2 separate regions of the Gossypium arboreum genome follow, and region 2 is linked to region 1. The links are chromatin contacts, called in public Hi-C maps. All regions are on one chromosome and are shown on one strand. Each heading gives the region's core, a stretch centred on a gene start, on an enhancer-like site or on the middle of the called end of the contact. The rest is flanking DNA. Distances are from core to core; before and after follow the strand shown. Region 1 holds the start of LOC108457962 (GDSL esterase/lipase At5g03610-like). Region 2 holds the start of LOC108460045 (protein LITTLE ZIPPER 3-like).

Evidence for each region. A called contact is a pair of places that touch in the nucleus more often than the background predicts.
Region 2: a Hi-C map of leaf shows a contact between it and region 1, with 5 times the contacts expected there. The contact joins the promoter of LOC108460045 here to the promoter of LOC108457962 in region 1. A contact is called at or near these places in 2 of 5 Hi-C or Micro-C datasets (both in leaf).

Annotation. Positions count from the first base shown.
Region 1 is chr4:79,657,119-79,663,875 of ASM2569848v2, forward strand. It overlaps LOC108457962 (GDSL esterase/lipase At5g03610-like), which reads right to left and starts at 2,614. Exons shown (of 5, transcript XM_017757184.2): 1 at 2,448-2,614; 2 at 2,126-2,332; 3 at 1,024-1,295; 4 at 1-144. The coding sequence starts at 2,508.
Region 2 is chr4:80,222,149-80,228,905 of ASM2569848v2, forward strand. LOC108460045 (protein LITTLE ZIPPER 3-like) reads left to right here and starts at 2,682. Exons shown (of 2, transcript XM_017759426.2): 1 at 2,682-2,923; 2 at 3,470-4,028. The coding sequence starts at 3,513. The coding sequence ends at 3,749.

The DNA of each region.
Region 1 (6,757 bases), core at 1,364-3,863:
AAAGGAGAATTGGGCAGTGCTTCGAGGGAGGCACCCCAATGGTTGCAGTGCACTCGCCGCTATTTTCCTCACTCCCAAGTTATGGATGCGTTTCAAGTTCACCTTCATTTGGTTCACAACCCTTCCAATGAAGACTGGAAATCCCTGAATTTTCAGACCAAATTTCTCTTTTCAACCCTCATTTTTCTTTCTTTTTCATAATATCTATATTAAACAACAATTCTGTCAAACGAGTGGATTTGGTAGACTAGCCATAAACAAATTAAAACGACAATGTTTTTTTTTCTTTGCATGCATAAGATCACAAGGACAAGACAATGAAATCAGTATAAGTTACATATCCAAGGTAAAAATACCATAGAGGCGCCTATATTAGGAATCAGATTACATTTTACCCCCTCTAATCAAAAAATGAGCAAAATAATCCCTATACATTAGACCAAAAAGCAAACAGATCCTTTTGTTAAAAATTTCATCCATTTCTGCTGTTAAAAATCGATCCACATGTCACTATCTAATTATTCTGCCAACCGCGTCAATCTTTTAACAATACAAATTGATAAAAATTTTAATAGAAATAACCATTTTGCTTTTTAATCTAATGTATAGAGATTAATTTATCTATTTTTTTAGTAAATAAAGCAAAATGCAATCTGATTCCAAGATGTAGCTGACCACACATAAGATTGGGACACCACAAAAAAAACCAAATATAACCAAGTCATAATTTTGGCTAAGTGCCAACATGAAGTCAAATTTTTGTACCTAATATCATGACAGCACCTTTCACAATAATTCTTTGTCCCTTTCTTAAATTTTAATGAATTTTTTCTTCAATTGGGCCTTCTGTCCTTTTTTGCAAATGAGCTATATTATTTAAATCATTATCTGGTAGAGGAAGTGTCATTACAAGTGGGGTTCATCAAGTTCAAGCATACAATCATTGAAGGTTGGATTGGTGACACATGGCACATAGTGAGCATATATATATATATATGAATATATGTGAGGTGTTATTATTACCGCAGTAGAGCCGTTGGTGGCAATGTAATTAGAGTAGTCATTGCCTGCAAGACTGACAAGCGCAACAGAAGTTTTCAAGGCCCTCTTGGAGTAGACCGAGTCATTGAGAAGCTGTTGCAAGAAATCGATCTGGGTTGTCATGTTTGGCTCAGGAGCTGGCGTGTCGAAAACACCGGTTCCTCCATAAGCAAAGTTCAACCCATACTTGAGACGACCCCCCAGTTCTTTCCTGTATCTGTAGGGCACTGGTGTCTTAATCGCCAAGTACCCAGCTGCTTGTCATAAAACAACCCAATTAATTGTTTACTAATAAAATCAATATTTATGGTACTGTGATGATTCAGAAAGTTATTGTCAGTAAACTGCATAATCCTATGGCTGGAAAGCACCATAATAGTAAAGTTGATGGGATTAAAAAACCTAATGTTACTTTTAGAGTTGATGAACTAGAAAAGAAATTGTTAACTATTATAAACTTTACTCCAAGACAGCTCCTTGTTGTCATGAGTTGTCTGTCACTTTGAGTTTAATGCTTTAATACATTGTGAGTGCTACACTAAGGTTAAAAGGTATAAAATGTAAATCATAGTTACATTCCATTGATTCAACTTAATTAAAGGGGGAGGTAAGAAAGTGAAGAAAAGGGGTTGTTGAAAGAAGCAATTATTTATAATGGGATGCAAAGAGGCACTGAAAAGAATGGTTAATGTTAAAATAATAGTGAAGAAATCAAAAGTTTACAATACTTGGAATCGAGTGAAAAAGTTGAAAAATGATCTCACAAAAAGGATAGAAATAGGAAGAAAAAAAGAAGAAGAAAAAGAGTGAGGTCGGGCACTCAGACTCTGCTGATCAGTATAAAAACAAAGCAAAATTATTATGGCAGAAGATAAAAGGAGGAACCCACACCACATAACTCAGGTTCAATATAATATTATTAAATTGTAGTACAATAAACAAGAAGTAAAGCAAAGCCCATTAGTTGTACAAAAGAGAAAGAGCCAAAGCTAAAGCTAAAGGTAAAGCTAAAAATTAAAACACTTGAAAAGATGAACACTATCATTTTTTATCCTAAAAAGGATAGAGAGAGAGAGAGGGGTACCGATGAAATCAGTCAAAACACGACCATCAGAGAAACGGCCAGCAGGTTTCCCGGGGAATGTAATTCCATAAGGAAGTTTCCAGGAACTTGCCAAAGCTTTCCTGTTGTTCCCTGTATCAGCGTAGGAATCCCCGAACACAAACAACATCTTGGGTCTGAAACCAAAGGTCCACACCCTTGACCCTTCAACAACATGTTGCTCCTCACCTACATAATTCATTCACAGAAATCAAAAAGATTAAAGATAAAAAAATAAAAAAATAAAAAACTCTTCCAGTTCCAGGCCACATGTATAATGAAGCAAAGGGTTGTTTGGTGTTACCTAAGAAGAGGGAGAAGAGGAAGAAACAAAGCAAGGAGAAGAGAGGGGTGGGAGTGTCCATGACAACGAAATTAAGCAGGGAAGCAACTGTTTTTAGACAAACAAGAGAGAGGGAAGAAGAGGAACGGGTTTATTGTTTGTAGGGTAACCGGGAATCTCAACACTTTATATAGTGGGAGGAGGGTAACGCTTTTCCATTTAAGCGGTTGGTCAAATTTCAATAAAGTCGTCGTCAATTATATTTTCATATTAATTTGAAAAATAACATCTTTCAAATAACCAAAAAGAAAATTTCAAATCATATTACTCAATGTTTCTTTATTTCATCCAACCAAAAAAAAAAAAACTGTCCTCCAAATATGAGAAGTCAGCCTTTTCTTTGGATATTGGTAGAAAATTAGGATGATTAAAACTTGATTTAATTTGTATTTTAAATTTTAAATTTGAATTGAGTTGAATTTTATAATTTAAATAATAGATTAATATAAATAATATTATGATCCATGTCAATTTTAAAAGTAAACAATTGACCTCATTGTCAACAAAAATTACAAAATAAATTCAAAATATTTATAAAAATTTTAAAATTTATATTTAAAAAATATATAAACAACATTAAAATTTTAAAAATGTTCTAAAATAATAATTTTGGGAATTTAAATAACTTAATTAATTATTCAAGTTTATCATATTAAAATATTTTTTCTTTGAAAAAAATTCAAATATATATAGTTTCAATTTTACGTGCTCTAACATGTAATTAGTTATATTGTAACAAGATTTTAATTTGACATGTTTAATTTTTTAATTTAAATCGAACAATTTCACTCGATTCGATTTGACTTGAATTTCATTTCACACTAATCGATTCGAAAAAATTTCAAATCAAGTTAGGATGATAAAATAAAATTCGTCTACTCAACTAACTCGAAATTTTTTCACTCGATTATATCGAACGCTCGCCCCTATTGGCAATTAGCTTAAAATATGAATTTCCTCCCTCTACTTTCAATGATTGGGTTCCTCAATTAAAAAATAGATAAATTAATTTATGTACTTAGATTAAAATTAAAATTAGTCTTTTTACTAAAAATTCTATTCATTTCTACAATTAAATAATGACGTGACTTAGAATAAATAGGCAGCGATACATGGTGCATCATGTATACTTCATATTGATGTAATATTTTTGCCTACCATGTCAACAAATATTAAAAATAAAAATCTTAAAAATAAAAAAGCTTTAATAATTATTTGAAAATTCATGTCCAAGATTAACCTAGATAAATAGTTGTCTAAGTTCATCCTAAATGTATTTTTTCAAATAATTATAAAAATGATATAAAAATTATTTAAAAATTATAACAACTTGTAAAAATTAATATAAATTATTTAAAATTACAATATATATTGAAATTGATGAATTAGTATAAATATAAATTTTTAAAAGAAAATAATTAGAAAAGTAATGAAAATTTTAATGGAATGAAGTTGTTTATTCCTCCATTTTAACCACCACTAAGTGGACCAAAATCATGAAATATGTTACAAATCTAGATAAAAAAATTAAGAGAATATAAGTCAAAGTAAATGGCGAGAAATATTAATATTGCTCACTCAAAATTCATTCGGCTCGGCTTGAAGACCCGTTCAAAATGTGAGAGGGTTTGGACAAAAATATAGGCTCGAAAAATAGGATTAAACAAAAAAAATAAGTCGGGCCTCGGGTAAGGCATTTTTGGCCTGGGCCCAGCCCGAATTCATTAAAGGACAAAAAAATCTGCCTTTTTGTATTTTAATATTATTTTCTTGTTGTTTTCTCCCTATTTTGCATGACTATTTTATTGTTATTATTTGGATATTATATAAAACTTATTTTATTGGTAATTTTGTTATTATTTTAGAGGATTTTGCTTATTAAGTTAGATCTACCTTAGTGTTATTTAAGTATACATATTTTTAAATTTTATTTTCAATTTGTTGTGAGATATTTATTTTGATGTTTTAGTATTTTTTATGTATTATATATATTTAAAAATTATGTAAAAATATAAAAAAAAACTAATCTTGGCAAGTTGGTTTGAGCTTGGGAAAAATTTTCAGCCCATTTTTGGATGAGTCCAAGCGTAACAAATAGGCTTAAATTTTTATTGAGCCCACTCAAACCGTGAACACCTTTACTCAAAATAAAAAGTTATAGATTTTATAATTTTTATATGTAGATTGGTGATGGTTATTTTAATTTTAGTTATTTTTAAATTAAAATTAATTTTAAATTTTTATTTTTAATAATTATTTAAAATAAATAAAATTTTAATAATTATTTGAAAACCATATTCGGACCAACTTGGACAAATAACTGCTTTAGATTCATTTGAACTTGGACACCGATTTATCTAAGTTTATCATGAACATGGTTTTCAAATAATTATTAAAAATTTATTTATTTTAATAATTTTAAAAATTTTAAATGTCAATTGATGTGGAAAATGTCAAGTTAACATGAGTTACATGTGACACATCACATGTCGCTATCTACTTGCTCTGTCAACTAAGTTATCACTTAATGATAGAAATTGATAAAATTTTTAATAGAAGAATTTATTTACTTTCTGATTTAATATACATAATTTTTTAAAAATAAATTAAACAAAATACAATTTGAATTTTGGTATAATGAAATCCATACTACTTTTATTATGGAAGTGCTAACATGTCCTTTGTTTTGTAAACGCAGGCAAGTCAATGCTTATACGAATTCTAACGTTACTTTCATTTGAAAAATCATGCCTAATCATCACGTTTATATAAAATTATCGTAATTATTTTTTTTTTCAAGAGTTAAGTTAGTGTACTCGAAGAATTGCTGAAAATTTAGAAAATTTTGGATAAAAATATCAGTTCTAAGAATTGAGTTTGAAAAAATTTAGACTCACCAACTTGGTCTAATTCGTTTTGAAGTTTATAATATATATTTTATTTTTAATATCATATAATTTATATTGTATAAAATTAAATATATTATATTATAATGTAAATATTTAAAAATAGTATAAGGATACACTTATACTAGTGTAAAACTCATGTAGTTTTACATAATTTCATAACATTTTCAACAATTAATATTTTAACAATCCAACAATCATATTCAATTTATGTAAATCATGCATGTTAAATTTTGAGTAAATTAGAAAGGTCGAGTTATATGTTTTATGTAAAAAAATTTAAATTGTTAAATATATTTTAATAAAAATAATATTTTGAATTGATCTAAAAGGATATTGGATTAATTCAAAATTTTATATACATGACAAATACAATGATATTGATAAATTCAACAGTTAGATTGTTAAAATATTAATCATAAAATGTTATGAAAGTGTGTAAAACTACTTGAGTTTTATACCACTTGTAAGTTGATTTGTTCTCTAAAAACATATTAAGTTGTTTATATTTAGAATTTTACTAAAAGAAAAATATAACATATATATATATATATATATATAAGAGAAAACATTTGATACATTATGGAGGTTTTAGACTCCACAAGTAAGGTTAAGAAGTTGACAAGTGTCATATAGAGGTATAATAAATTATTAAAATAATTATTTAAAAAACACAACAATTTTTAAAATTACTTGTGAAATAAAAAAATACATTGTTGTATACCAAATATTAACCCTACATAAAATATATAATTAATAAATATTAAATAATAACTTTGGTTAAATAAATTTTGTGAGTTATTTACAAATATAAATATGTTGGGGTAAAAGTTAAAATTCATATTTTGAATTAAGCCGAAATAATCCATATTTCGTACCAAACCCGACTTTGACTTAATTGCAATGTATTGAGTTGATATTTTGAAGAGAAAAAATTAATAAAGTTAAATGTTGTGGCAAATAAAGTAAAGTAGGTGATATAAAAAAGAAAACTTCTAAGAATGTAAAACATACCCACGAGGTTGTGTTTAATGGCGTAATTGTAATGCCAAACCAAAACCGACTTCCTGCTTTTCTCTTCTTATTGGATGCAACAACGCATTCAAAACATTTGCTTAAACAATCTCACATGCATTACCCTAACCCTGACATGCTCCATCAGTTAACTCAACTTCCAATTTTCTTTATAAGGTATAGTCCACCTTTATTATTTTTCAGATTTTAAATTTTACATTTAATTGTTAATACAATTAAATTTATTAAGCGTACATATTTTGAAAGAAAAAAGAGTAAACTATATTGTTACTCATGGGACCTTCTTATTATGGTCACCTCAAATTTTTTTTGATTAATTTGATCACTTCA
Region 2 (6,757 bases), core at 1,432-3,931, 570 kb after region 1:
ATGCCATGGTTGTGACACGTAGTGAATTTAACTGAAAAAATTAAGGGTGGTTAGCTTTAACTATCAAAGGTCTTTTTGATGCAATTTGGCAATTGAGTGCAAAAAGAAAAAGAAGCAGCAGTTTAATTTTTTTTTGAAAAAGATTAAGAGTCTTTTTGAAAAAAGTTTGAGAGTCTTTTTGATGTATTTTAGCAATTCAAGGACCCAATTTATTTAAAATCTATAATGTTATTTTAATAATTTTATTGACTAAATTAGGGGCGAAGCCAGAACAAATTTTTAAGGGGGCCGAATAAAATTTTGTTTTTTATAGTATATATCTTTATAATTTCTAAATGATTAAATTAAATTTTTATAATTTTATAAGAGGTAAAAGTGTAAATTTACCTTTAGTAATTTAAAATTTTAAAAAAAATTAAAGGCCTGAATTAAAATTTTCTATTTTAGGGAGGGCCAAGGCTCCTGCCAGCCCTCTTGCATCCACCTCTAGACTAAATTGATATCGAGTTGACTTGTGACACTAACAAAGTTAATTTCTAGGTGTATAAAATATGATTGGACGAAATGATAAGTTTTAATAAAATATTTAAAACTAAAAATGAAAAGTTACATTTTCTTTTAATTATTGATTTCATGTAAAAGAGCAATTAGTAGCCCAAATCTAATTTCTTCTCTCTTTTTTTGTTTCCCTGACAGTAATTATTAGAATAACTTTATTATTTCTAAGGATGGGAATGAACCGTTAAGGGTAAAGAGGTAATTAAAGTAGCAATCAGCCCATTGAATAATTAACACTCGGAAGGAAGGAAATCCACGAGGGGGTGAACCCCTGAATTGACCGTTTTACCCATAGACCACCATCTGTCAACAATGATGTTTCACGTTAAGGTACTCAATAACCCATGAAGAGGTTGAGACTGGCCCAGCCTCTTTTTTCTTTTACATTTCCTCTCATTATTTCAAATATCTCTCAAAAAAAAAAATGATTATAATAACGTAAAACAGAACATCATCAATGGTGTACAACAGTTGAAAGATATAGGGGTAGTGTCGTCATTTGGTTGCACTAAAAGCCCATAGTTTTCATAAACTTTGTAATTTATATCATATAATTATTCAAAATAATAATCAGAATAATATAAATCTGACTCCTCCAAAAAAAATATAAATCCATTAAAACTTATATAAAATATCATGTAAGCGCCAAAATTATATGAATAAGAATAAGTCAAATTTAAAATATAATTATGTTATAAAAATAAATAAATACACTATAAATAAATTATAAGCCATGAGTTAAGATTTACTTGAAGTAATAATTACTTTTTTAATATATTTAAATGATGCAGGTTTAAACCCACTTCTAATATTATATTTCTTTTTCAAACAAAATTATTAACTGCGCAAAAATAAAAAAATTTTCTTAATTGTAGCAATTGATAAAAAAACTTTTTGCATGATCCTTCTCCAAATAATAAAATTACCTCTCCCCGTTTGTGTTTCTTTCAATTTTTAAAAGAAAAAAATTTGCCTCTATAAAACAATTTATTATATAAGTAGGATTAAAGACATTAGAAGAGAAGTGTAAAGTACAGTGAAGAAATAATATTTTAGGTATAATCACGTTTTCGGTCCTTCTATTTTATAAAAGCGTTATTTTAGTTCATCATTTAATTTTTCATTTTTAACTTTTAAATTTGTATTTTTTGGGTCAAATTACTTCAAAATAAATGAAAAGTTAACGTTAGTTAACTTTGTTAACGCATGACATATATGTAGATTTTCATATAAATGACATGTCAACATTTAATTAATTTTAAAATTTTAAAATATTTATATGTTATCTTCGTGACAATTGACGTATATGTCATATCAATAAAGTTAAAAAATATTGACTTTTTATTTATTTTGGGATGATTTAATAAAAATATAAATTTAAAGACTAAAAATGTGAAAAATTAAATAAAAGGGAAATAAATTATTAAGTAAAGTAAAATGATTAATTTTGTTCATTAAAAGATTGTGAAAGCTTATTGTTGTAGTTAGCATATTGGGGATCATTATAAGTAGAATTGTAATAGAGTTTTTTTTTCCTAATGCAATAAATGAATCCCAAGACTACCCCTATAGGTAGGTGTAATTTATGAAGTGAGTTTGACCCTATTTGAGTAGATATAATTGGAGAGAATAGAGAGAGATGGGTAGGAAAAAAAAGGTGGGTTTGATTAGGGTGTGGGAAAACCACCATTTTAATTTCCAAAAGATTTTTATGGGTCGAAAAAGGAAAATGATTATTAGCAAAGCAAGAAGTGAAACTAGGGAGGAAATAATAAAAGGGTAGGAAAAATAATTAGAGAAAGAAAAGAAAAAAAGAGAAAAAATTGATTATGAAAAAGGAGGAAGAGCTGATGATGGTTGGGAACCAATCCAATACATCATTGCGAATCTTGGGACGGCCTGCTTATCCCACCCCATCATTGACCCACTTCAACCTCATCACTCTCCTTCCTTTGCATTTGCAATGCTATTATTGGCTTTCTATTTTTCTTACAAAAATAAAATTTGAAAGAAAATGAAATGTAGTCTAGTAAACAACGATATTTAAAGAGATATTGTGACATGACGCCATATATCCCATAATAAAAAGGCATAAATGATAAAAACATTAAAGCCTCGCCCCCTAACCGGCCGCCTTCTAAGCTTACACATGCATGATTGTTGTGTCAGACGAGTGAGTCCCTGCCACCCCCTTCCCCCCTTCCCTCTCTATATTAACCCCACCTCCCTTCTTCTTTGTCCCTCACTTCACTCTTTTTTTTTTTTTTTTTTTTTTAACTGCTACTGCTACCTGTTAAAAAAACCAGAATTTTTTAGCTTTCCTCGCCCAACCCAACCCAACGTTCCCCTCCCTTCCCTTCAAAAGGTACATCATGGCCATTGTTTTGCAATCCATAACTTTTTGTTCCATGTCTAACCGCACATCTTACCTATGATGCTTTTGTGTCTAACTATTGGGATTCTCCTCTCTTTTGTGAATTCCCTATGTTGGAATTTTCTTCCTACTTGTCTTCTTTTTCAATGTCTTTCTCCTGCTGTACAAACTACATGAGGGGCTGCTCTGTTTCTCTATAAACCCTACAAAAACATGAAAATGAAGAGGAACTATCCTAGATATTTTAATTTTTTCTTTATTCAACTTTATAGTTATGGACAAACATGTGTTTCTTACAAATTACTTTTTTTTATTTATTGAATCATGTTTAATGTCATGGTCTTATGCATACATAACGACTTATGCGTGTTTACTAAGTAACATTTTTAAAGTCTTGTATTCAAAAATTATTATAACAATACCCTCTCCATATGCAGTGCAATGATTTTCATGAAGCAATAAAGAATGCTAGGAGAGATACCCTTTTATGCGTATATATATTGATACTATTTCTTTCTTGGTTAATTTTGGTTTCAGGGGCATTACAGGTAGTATTAAAAGAGAGTTAATTTTGATAGTCATGGAAAGACTGAACTCAAATCTGTACCTGCAGAACTGTTACATAATGAAAGAGAATGAGAGGTTGAGGAAGAAAGCACAGCTTCTGAACCAAGAGAATCAAGCGCTGTTATCTGAGCTGAAACAGAAGCTCTCCAAGGCTAACAACAACAATTCCAAGGGAAAAAATTCAGCAACTAGTGCCGTTCCTGACCTAAACCTTGGCTCAACTTCTAACCCAAATCCTAGCCAACCCTGATTCCCCAACATAGACATTATGATCCAATGTACACCCCCCCCCCCCGGCCCTTGGCCTCCCTTTTTTCTTTTTCTGTAAAACCATAGCTAAACGGTGGTAGAAGGCTAGATTTAGCTTCATTTCAGCTAAATATAGAGTAGTTGTAGTATCTTTTTCCATCTTTCTCAGTATCTTCTTTTATGGGGGATGATCTGGATTTAGGAACAACGAAGGATGTATGAGTCTATCTGCTAGGAATTAATATAATATTATCACATTTCTAGTCTGATTTTGGATAAATTTGCTCTCCATTTGTGTAGATGGATTACTGAAATGAACAAAAAAACTCCATGTTTCATAATCACCAGCATACATTACAATTAGAAATATCTCTAGCTCAACTCTTTTCCCTAGGGTAGATTTTACCTTACTAGTACAGTTACATGCATATGTTATATACGGCTGAAAATGCACAAGGTCCAATAGCAGACCTAATTTGGAACCAACAAGTACTTCCATCTTTAACAACAGTACTAATGATACACAATTGGGTTTCAAGTGTCCGCAATGCATGTTTAGTTTTCCAACAGTAGACAAAAGCTTGCACGTTTGCTTGTTGTGAAAGAAACTAAGTTGTGCTATATGCAAAAAGGAATGATCAGAAAAGAAATGGGTGGCTTTTGAAACTCTGGTTATACAAGCTAATGTCAAACAAAAAAGATTGATGAAGAGAAAGTCAATGGAAGTCTATTAAGCTTGAAACAAGTGGTAACCCACAAGTCAAGTTATTGACATGACACAGTCCCTTGGGTGATGATGGTTGACCATGAACCAAAATCTTTTGGTATAATAAAGAAAAGGGTAAAATAGATAAACATGTCTTATCAAACTCAAATATGTGTGTGTATGAAGCCCAGGCAATGGCCCTTTGGCTTTCAAAATCAGTGGCCACCAAACCCTGTCACCAGCTCAGCTAGTGAATTTGGAAACTAAAAGGAGGACAAAAGAATATGATGACCCGAATCTCCTTAGAAGACCCAGTAAAGGATTGGCTGACAACAGTCATTCAGTGCTCATTCGAGAACCCCCCCCCCCCCCCCCCAAGATCCACAATCAATTAACATGTTTTGGAAATAAAAAGAAAATCTTTGGGTAAGTCATCAAATCTTGAAAGATGACCCATTTGTTTGCTTTGCGATTAAACAGAAGAAAATTTGGAACTCACAAATCACAATGGAAACTGGAAGGGTATTCCTCCAATCCCAAGAAAAACAATGGAAGAAGAACAATTGAAGACACCAATCCGACCCATGGGTGATACGAGTAGCTCAGTCCAATTCAAAGGCCATAATAGAGATGGGCCTTTCTAAGTACTCAAGCGAATCAATGACAACGCCTATCAAATAGATTTGCTCGGTGAGTATAATATAAGTTCTACTTTTAATTTTGCTGAGTTATCTCCTTTTGATGTTTCAGATTCGATGACGAATCTTTTTGAGAAAAAGGGGAATGATGTGAGTCTCAAGGCCCAAAATAAGGCTCATGAACGTGTTGGGCTCAAATTTTCTCATGGCCCAATAACGAGGCCGAAGTCCAAGCAAAATTGAATGGCACTATCCAAGACTTTGTTACCAAAGCCCTAGATGCGCACACGACCAAAAAAGAAAATCAAGATTCAATTTCTTGTTTTCAAGAAAATCAAGAAATTGAGTCTTGGTCCAATTTTGCTATTTCGGGCAATTTTAAGAATCAAGAAAATCAAGATTTCAAATGTTGGAAATCTTGGTCCAAGAAACCGAAACTTGCAGCCAAGGCACATCAGATTTCATGTGCGGCTTGAACGAGCCAATTTCAAAAGCAAACAGATCACAAGACCAAGTTATTAAAAAAATGACCCATTAAGATGTCTACAAGCCCATCCTGAAGTTTGGAAAGTAATTTAATTAAATATCAGGCCAAATTATCAAAGTGGCCCAAATTGTAAAATATTTAAACTATAGGTCTAATTTTATTTTAATAGGTGGATCATCATGTAAGAATTCAGTCAAGCAGCCCATTTAATTCATTTGGCTGAATTCTCATTAAAAGTCCACACTTAGAATTATTATTTTTTACTTGATGAGTTGTCATATTAGTTATTCCATTAGGGTTAGGAAAACTTACTTTCGAGGCTTATAAGTGGCATGGACATTCACCTTTATACGCACAAAATTGATTTATGTTTTTTTGAGTTAATAATAATTCTCTTTGAGTTTTTCTTCAAGAATTGCTCTTGAGTTTTTTTAGAAGCTGTTTTAACAATCTTTCAGGTTGTGAGAATCATCTTCAACCTTTTTCTTGCCAAAATCATTAAGGAGTTGTGAATTCTTAATGTTCCCATGGCTTCTTAGGACGTCATCTTCTCTTTTTTATCCTTAATTTATCATTTCTTGCTTATTTAAGTTAGTTCTTGCTGTTTTGGCTTACTGATATTATTGGTTTTCATTCTAGGTTAAAGTTGCTTCAAGAACTACATTCTCCTATCCTGTTCCATCAAGAAACACAACAAATTTAGGAGTTTTAATCTTTTTTTGTTGTTTCAAACATTCTTGCACAAAACAATTTGCTTTTGTCTTTAAAATCACTTCTAACAAATCTGTTTGTGTTTTGTTTTTCTAGATCTGGTTTGTGTGTTTTCTTAAGGTCCAAGGACGGTTTCTTTCCATCCAAGAAACCCTAATTCATTCTTTTTTGGACTCTTTACCAGCCAGTTCATCTTTATTTTGTTTTAGTTTCATTTAACTCTCATTTGTGACAACTAATCTATTTTCGTTGTTTCTTGTTTCAGTTGACATTCGTCTAAAGATCTAGGATAAATTCGTGACGTTGACAAACTTTACGATTCGCTTCAGTATTCATCCACATCATTCTTTATCAATGGGACTCAACTTTTGGGAAAATAGTAAGTTCAAAATAATCATAAGGTGAAGTAAAACGGAAAAGCAAATGGGATCTCTTCTTATTTGCCAAACATATTATATTCCTCGTAC